Linked DNA regions of Drosophila melanogaster: region 1 is linked to region 2. The links are chromatin contacts, called in public Hi-C maps. All regions are on one chromosome and are shown on one strand. The core of a region is the stretch at or near the end of the contact, and the rest is flanking DNA. Distances in the headings are between cores, read along the strand shown. Region 1 holds the start of Ppcs (Phosphopantothenoylcysteine synthetase). Region 2 holds the start of Mpc1 (Mitochondrial pyruvate carrier).

Region 1 (3,784 bases), core at 1,203-3,702, 220 kb after region 2:
CATCGTCCGTAGTCTCATCTTACCATCATGTCCTCGGGTATGTAGAAATCGGATACGGCTGCGGCTAGGTAGAGCACGGCTCGCTCCTCGAAGGCGGCCAGGCACTCGCAGGCGGCGCGGAGCAGCCACATGTAGTCCACCACGCTGGTGAAGTTCACGTACAGGATCATCTGCGTTTCGCGGGCTATCTTGTATTTGGCCAGCACCGGAGCAAACACGTCCACCGAATCCGGTTTGATGGCTATCGTCGAACTCTGGCTGTTGTCCGCAATGTCCAGCATGTCGAAGAACTGCTGGCCGGTGAAGTGGCGCGTGAAGGGCTCCAGCGACTTGTGGCGATGCATGAAAATCACGGCATAGTCGTGGTCGAGGAAGTATTCCGCCGAGGCGGAGCCACGCGTTCCAGCACTAAAATTGTCCACAAACCGCACCGTATTGTGCTCCAGGGGAACTGTGGTGCCACCGGACTGGAAATGTTGAACAAATTAGGGTTCTTTTAGAAAATATTTTGGTTCATTTTGGTATTTTTTCTTTGCTCCTATTTAATATTGATTATTCTGTTTCCTAATCGTTATGTTGCAATTAAAGCAACTTTTAAATTCTATTCTCTATTAAATTTTCATGTTCAAAAACTGGGGTTAAATGCTCGTGGTGGTTATACCCTTTACTCGTAGAGTTGAAAGGGCATACTAGAATCGCTGAAATCTATGTCCGTCCATTTGTCCGTATTTCTGTCCGTATGAACGCTGTGATCCTGGTAACTACCAGATCTGCAAAATTAAGTTTAGATATGCAGATTCTAACCATTTTTACTAATATCAAATATAAATTTTTGATGTTCTTCTTAGTACTGGGTGTCTGACAGCCGAGTAACTCGACTAGTTTTCTCTTGTTTTGTATCTTCTTATGTATTTTCTCCCCTTTAACATCCTTTCTTATAGGCACAATAACAGTTTTGTGCAAATCATTACAATAATTTCTTATAAAACAAATTAGAATAACCAAGTCCCTTTCATGTAAAATCCAATGACTTAGAACAAATCCAAGATATTTGGCAGCATTTAGTTATTCAAATCAGGCAGATAAATCAGCAAGTTGACCATAAATCTTATAGAGAGAAACTAATGTGCCTCGTTGTTAACTATTTGCGTAAATCATGTTCGGATTAAGCTGGCCCCAGTGAATAAACACCAGTTGACCCACATAATTTCATATTTAACTTTGAGCTTTAGGAGGCGAATCAAGTATTTGCAAGACTTGCAGATATTTGCAATATATATTATTTACGCATAGCAGCATTTTAAAGTGGAAAACTTAACTTAAAGTGAAACTTAACTAAGATTAAATTTCTAAAATGTTAAATTAAAAACTAACAAAAAAAAGGTGATTTTGGTTTTTTAAAGTATGTTAAAAAAACACTTAACAACTTTTGTTTTCTCCATTCACAAAATGCTAATTGTTTATGCATGCGCCCCTGCATGTGTTTAACATTTACGAACTTTGTTCTAGCCAATTTAAATTTATTCACTTCCACACTTTACACATTTGTTTTTAATGCCCCAGGCGCTCGGCTCAACCATGAAAGCTTTCACCAGCTTGGGCAGTTAATTAACGGAGTACAGTGGTTATTTAGCGCTAATCCTAATCCTAATTCGGATTTGGATCATCCCAGCTCACCGTGACGAGGACGATGCGATTCTGGAGCTTGTTGTGCCGTTCGCAGAACTCCTTGAGCAGGGAGCGATTGTCCTCGAAGTCCGCGGGCGGCAGGTGCGTGTTGTAGAAGTCCTCCCAGTGCGTCATGTTGGCTTATCCTTTACGCTTGTTTTTGCTTTTTCTTTGTCGACCTGCTGCTAATTGGCCGACAAACGGAAGCTCGAAAATGAACGGAAAGTTGCCCTCTTCCGCCGGAAGCTATGCACTGCCAATTAATAAATACAGAATGTGCGAAATGGCAACCAAAATTAATTAACACACGCACTGCACTATTCGGCGTACTATCTTAATTGATTGATTTGCTTTTGCTTTGCTTTGGTTTGGTTTTTTTTTGCAGTTTCCGAAATGCGAAGGGCGGAATATGCGTGGCAGGGGGGCGGGGCAGGGGCTGCGGGTGGCGCTGCTTATCAATGGAACCGTTAAGGGGAGCGCGCGCGAGCGGGAGAGCGGAACGGAGCGCTCTGAAAAACCGGAGAGAGAGAGAGCGAACGAAAATGCTGAAAAACGCAGCTGTGGAAATGCGATGCGATGTGCACGGCAGCAAGGTCCGCGGGATTCTGAACCGAAAATGCGATAGGCAGCGATGGATGGCGGAGCGGGACGAGCGGGAATGTGGACAGGCGCACTCAAATCCGTATCTTTATTCGCACGAAACCTCGGGGTTCAAAGTGCAGGCCAAAAAAAAAAAACGCGTTGGCCAGGTAACAGCTGATTGCAGTGTTGGACAGGGACGAATTGGAGGCATTGCTGACTGGTTCCGGCGCATGCAGCAAACTTGTTGCTTGTCAAGATTAAGTTTTTCATGTATCGTTCTAAGGAAGCTATACAAAGGTTTCATTTAGCTAATAAGTAAGAAAGACCACCACTTCTGCCTAGTTATCTGTCAGCCAGAAGGTGTTTTTGTTGAATATTCATATTTGTGAACTAGTTCTTAGTCTTGTGGTACCCATGAGCTATCTGAGCAAAGTTGGCTGCGCTTTAGATATTATTTCAGTGTTGTTAATTAAGAAAACGCGCCTAATTCAAATTCAAATTTGAGCTATAAATACCTGTACGAAAACAAATTATTTCAATTTTTAAAGGGAAACCTTTTTTATTTTAGGGTTAAGAAAGAATAAATGCATAACAAATAAAAGCAATGTAATTGTTAACTCCAAAAATACCTTATACTACTGCATTTTATTGGGTGTGTAACTCGTTCTTTGTGTGGCTATTTTTAATTTAATGGCTTACCTGAGTGTGTTAAGTGTAAACAAGGCTTGTGAAGATTTATATCCAATAAAACTCAAAATGAATCAAGTCAGATAACATGTTTTGGTTATTTTTAAATTGCTTATTCATTTATAATCCATTAAATAATTCCAGTATTTTGAAAACCACAGAGTCTTAAGCAGCTGTGAAAGAGGTAACTTGCAGGAATTTACCATCAACAAAATAAAGACGCCTAAGTTAAATATTCATTTACATTTACATATAGTTTTTATTATCGATTAGCAACGTGGGTTCTATGCGTATTGTTAGTGCAAGGACGTACAAAAGAATCTCTAGAACAATATCACAGAAACTTACTAACTAATTGGTCTTGTCAACTGCGCTGTTAGAAATCGGCGTGACCTTTAGCAACGCCATTAGAGTGTAATTGGGAAGCGGAATGCTTTTCAGCTTGTCGTGGAAATTTATGGCATACATTAGACGATTGAGCACCGTCTCTCCACCACCATCCTAGCTGAGGCTGCAATGAATTGCCATCGTCGTCGTCTCGTCTGAATTGTGTGGTGAGTGTGCACTTTAAACCGAAACCAGGTCCAATTGAAGCCCACCGTCGTATCGGATCGAATCGAATCGGACCAGATTTCGAAACGGACTACGCCCTAGGCGTAGCTGCCGTCGTGGTTGGCGCATAGACCTGATAATCGACGTCGTCGACACCAGCCGCTTCATCCTCCAAGTCGTGATTGACCAGTCGTTCGCGCATTCCATACCGCTGCCTGATGATGGTGAAAAGAGATGGTAAATGAGTTAGCACTCTGAAAATTAGAGCAATTAGCCAATAGAACTCACTCCAGGT
Region 2 (3,342 bases), core at 241-2,740:
TTGATCAACTGCCTAACGGAATTAACTAAATGGGCAAAGTAACAAGTTGGGTATAGACTCAATTGGAATTGGAATTTGACCCCAGCGAAAACGGCTACTGGGGCACGACAACTTCGCGATTCGAGATTCAGCCGATTGTGCGGGTGTGATTCACGGCAATTACTCCACCACTTGGATTTGATTTGAATGGGATTGCGGCAGTGCAATTTGCTAGATCTTCGTTGCGTGTGGTGGCAGTAAATTGCGATAGCTGCTGCTGTTGGGTAAACATTTGAAGTGGCTTCGCGCGTCGCGTCTCGGGGAAGTGGATTTCGGGGCAAGGATTACATTTACGCCTGCTGCTCCTTAGACCCGTAATTGTAGTGAAGGAAGCGAAGACCCTGGATCGATTGGGCGGTGGCATTGGTAGCGTGGCAGGCGAAGAGCAGCCAATTCCTGGGCTGGACCTTGTAGGCAAATCGCATAAAGATGCACGAGTACAGGGTCAGAGCTGGAAAAGATCGAGGATAAGCATTTCTGGGAGACTTATTTACATAGGCAAAGGCACAGGACAAATTATAAGCAAAATTTGTCATAATTTCCATTACATTATGTGCATATTGCCTCGCTGGCATCTTATTCCGATGGAATCGGATTATGGAGTAAAATGGACAAATTGTGCTTAGTTTTTTCTCTGTGCAATCTTATCGGCAGACGTTTCGACAGTTTCCGTATCTGGCTTATCAGGCATTATAGAGTGATTTGTTTAGAACATATCACAGCGGCTCTGATTACGACATCTTAAGCGAAAACTTTCGATGCCAGTCGCGCGTGTATGGATGCCAGATGGAGGCCAAAACCCAAGGGGGGATATCCTTACCCAATGTCATTTTGCCGGAGATGAATTTGGGACTCTTTTGTGTGTCGGCGAGAGCAGCCACCGGAATACCCCAGTTGGCCACCGGGCCCCAGAAGTGGGTACTGTGGATATAAAAAGCAATATTTACAATAAGTCATATAAGGCCAATTGATAACCAACAAACAGACCTCATAAAGTAATCCCGCCACTCCTTTGAGGCCGTTGTGGACATAGCTCTCCTGATCGACATGATGCTACCGCTTTGCTAATTGAATATATCTGACCAGAAATGTTAATCAGAAGCGCACCTGGTGGAATAATTTAGATTAGATTGCCATTGCCGCGCAATATAAATCCGAAAAAAATCCCCTCAAGGTCTTACAGGTTGTTCGCCGTGTTGTTGTTGTTTTTGTGGTGCCAGCTGTTGTTGCTGTTGTTTGTTTACCGCCTGGAACACCTTGATCGAAAACACGAAGAATTTGGAACTGCAGGCCGCGTTGCAGGTGTGTGAAGTGTGTGCCTAAATATTCACAAGCTAGGATATATTTTTTGTTTATGTGTCGGCCGTGTTGTCACTCCGAAAGTTATATAAAATTAGTCAAACGAAAGGCATCAACGAGTTTTCTCTGCCGCGTCGCTGTCGCGTCGGAGTTATCGATAGCCCGTACAATCGCCACATCCAAGGGTCACACTTAGAGATGGACGTCGAATGAAGCGAATGCGATAGGTTTTAAATCTTTTTTTGAAAAGTGGTTAACATAACCTTCAGCAATATTTTAGTTGGGCAAATTTGTGCCCAGGCACTATGCTAAGACTTTTATTAATAAAATATTTATAACAAAAAAATATTCTAGCATTGTAAACAGTGTAAAACAATACAATGCTTTCAAAGCTCTACGCATAAATATCAAGAAATCTAGTATATTGATATTTATATTACATTATTAATATTAACTTAAATATTTATAAAGTCAATCGAAAATTAAACATTTAATTGCTATTCTAAAACGAGTTTAATCTTGTTGCTTTTTCATTTAAAATCCTGTAAGTTATACCGATATATTACACTATCGTTGAAAGTCATTGAAGCGCTTGATCGGTGTCAGGCATATACTGATCGCTGCAACACTCGACTCGATTTGCAATCTCGATAGGCTTGTCGCAGGGACTTCCCTCCCTATATCCGCCGAAAAGCGGATGCTTGATGTGCATTAAGCCCGCTAATTACAAGTGGACGTAATGTGTGCATTTGCAACGCATTTGCTGAAGTGCGGGCGCCACGGTTTTCAAGTGGTTAATCCACCACGCGCTTCCGCTCTTCACTTAATACGCGCTCTTCCGGCTCTCTTAAAAGGACCAAGGCGAAGAGAATTGGGGCGATGGTTTCTGCGCCGACAGCCTGCGCCTGAGTCCTTGGCCGCGGCGGCAGAAGACCAAAGCAGCACAACCAGCAGCATCCGAGTGCGAAGCAACCAGCATCCAAAACCGAATCCAAAACTCCGGCTCAGTGTGAATTTGCGACTCGAGAGCGACGGCGGCTCAAAGGAAACTTGGCTCGGTAAATAGTCCTTATCGAAGGAATCCTGGCACCAACAACACACCACATCCTCTGGCCAAATAACAACAACAACAACAACAAAGTGAAAAAGCGGAATAGGCAAATGGAAATTGTGTTGGCAGTCGATGCCGCTGCTGACTTCGCTGCCACTGTTCTGCCAACTTGTAATCCCCGTGTGTGTCTGTGTGTGTATGTGTGCGTTTGTGTGCTGTGTGTGTGCGTGCGTGCGAGTGTTTATATGTGGTCAGTGTGCCATTTTGCAAGCATTTTCCATGTGCGGTGCTTGGGAAAGCTAAAGAAAATTCAAATTATGCCCAAAGAAACCAACTCCAAGAATTGCCAAAACAAAGACAGATTTTGCTTCTTTAAATTTTTAAATGTTGACTACGCGTCATCAGTTGCCGCAGCTTCAGTTCAGTAAAACCTGAAAAGAAAAACCATTTGAAGAAAAATCAATCCTACACATAATGGTCACTTTTTTTTGTATTCCCACATTTGTTGCTAGTAAGCATGAAATTTTCGTACATTTTCCCCAGTAAGTCTGCCAAAAATGTTTTTCCACGCGAGAAAAAAGGAAAAGTTTAAGAGAAAACCAAATGAGCCGCTCCCAAAAAATCCGAATTTATCAACAAAAACAAGAGCAGAAGCAAGAAGAAGCGTGAAAATGGGGAAAAGCAAGAAAGAGCAACCACAACAACAGACAAAGAAAAGCGAGAAATATAATTGAAAATCAAAGAAAGGGAAACACAAAGCAACCAGATTTGTGAATTTTTTTAAAGGGATTTTTACCAGTTTTCTAAGTAGCGGAAGTAACTATGTGAAATGGGTGTAAAATAAAGACATACTAAAACTTGTGCTCAACTAACATTAAAGCGATTTATATAAAATAATTAGAATTAGGATTCAATATTAAATCCCAAAAGACCAAGAATGGTAAATGATTTCA

What was found. Hi-C and Micro-C count contacts between places; a contact is called where the count stands out from the background.
Region 1: a Hi-C map of the Kc167 cell line shows a contact between it and region 2, with 4 times the contacts expected there. A contact is called at or near these places in 9 of 107 Hi-C or Micro-C datasets (the Kc167 cell line, the Sg4 cell line, embryo and 3 more).

What each region holds. Positions count from the first base shown.
Region 1 is chr3R:19,145,458-19,149,241 of dm6, forward strand. It overlaps Ppcs (Phosphopantothenoylcysteine synthetase), which reads right to left and starts at 2,453. Exons shown (of 5, transcript NM_169848.3): 1 at 1,678-2,453; 2 at 24-467. The coding sequence starts at 1,803. It overlaps CG5835, which reads right to left. Exons shown (of 4, transcript NM_142528.3): 3 at 3,778-3,784; 4 at 3,175-3,704. The coding sequence ends at 3,581. It also overlaps asRNA:CR44107.
Region 2 is chr3R:18,927,169-18,930,510 of dm6, forward strand. Mpc1 (Mitochondrial pyruvate carrier) reads right to left here and starts at 1,491. Exons shown (of 4, transcript NM_001275791.1): 1 at 1,221-1,491; 2 at 1,027-1,146; 3 at 860-960; 4 at 1-490. The coding sequence starts at 1,088. The coding sequence ends at 330. It overlaps CG42613, which reads left to right and starts at 2,028. Exons shown (of 19, transcript NM_001260256.1): 1 at 2,028-2,396.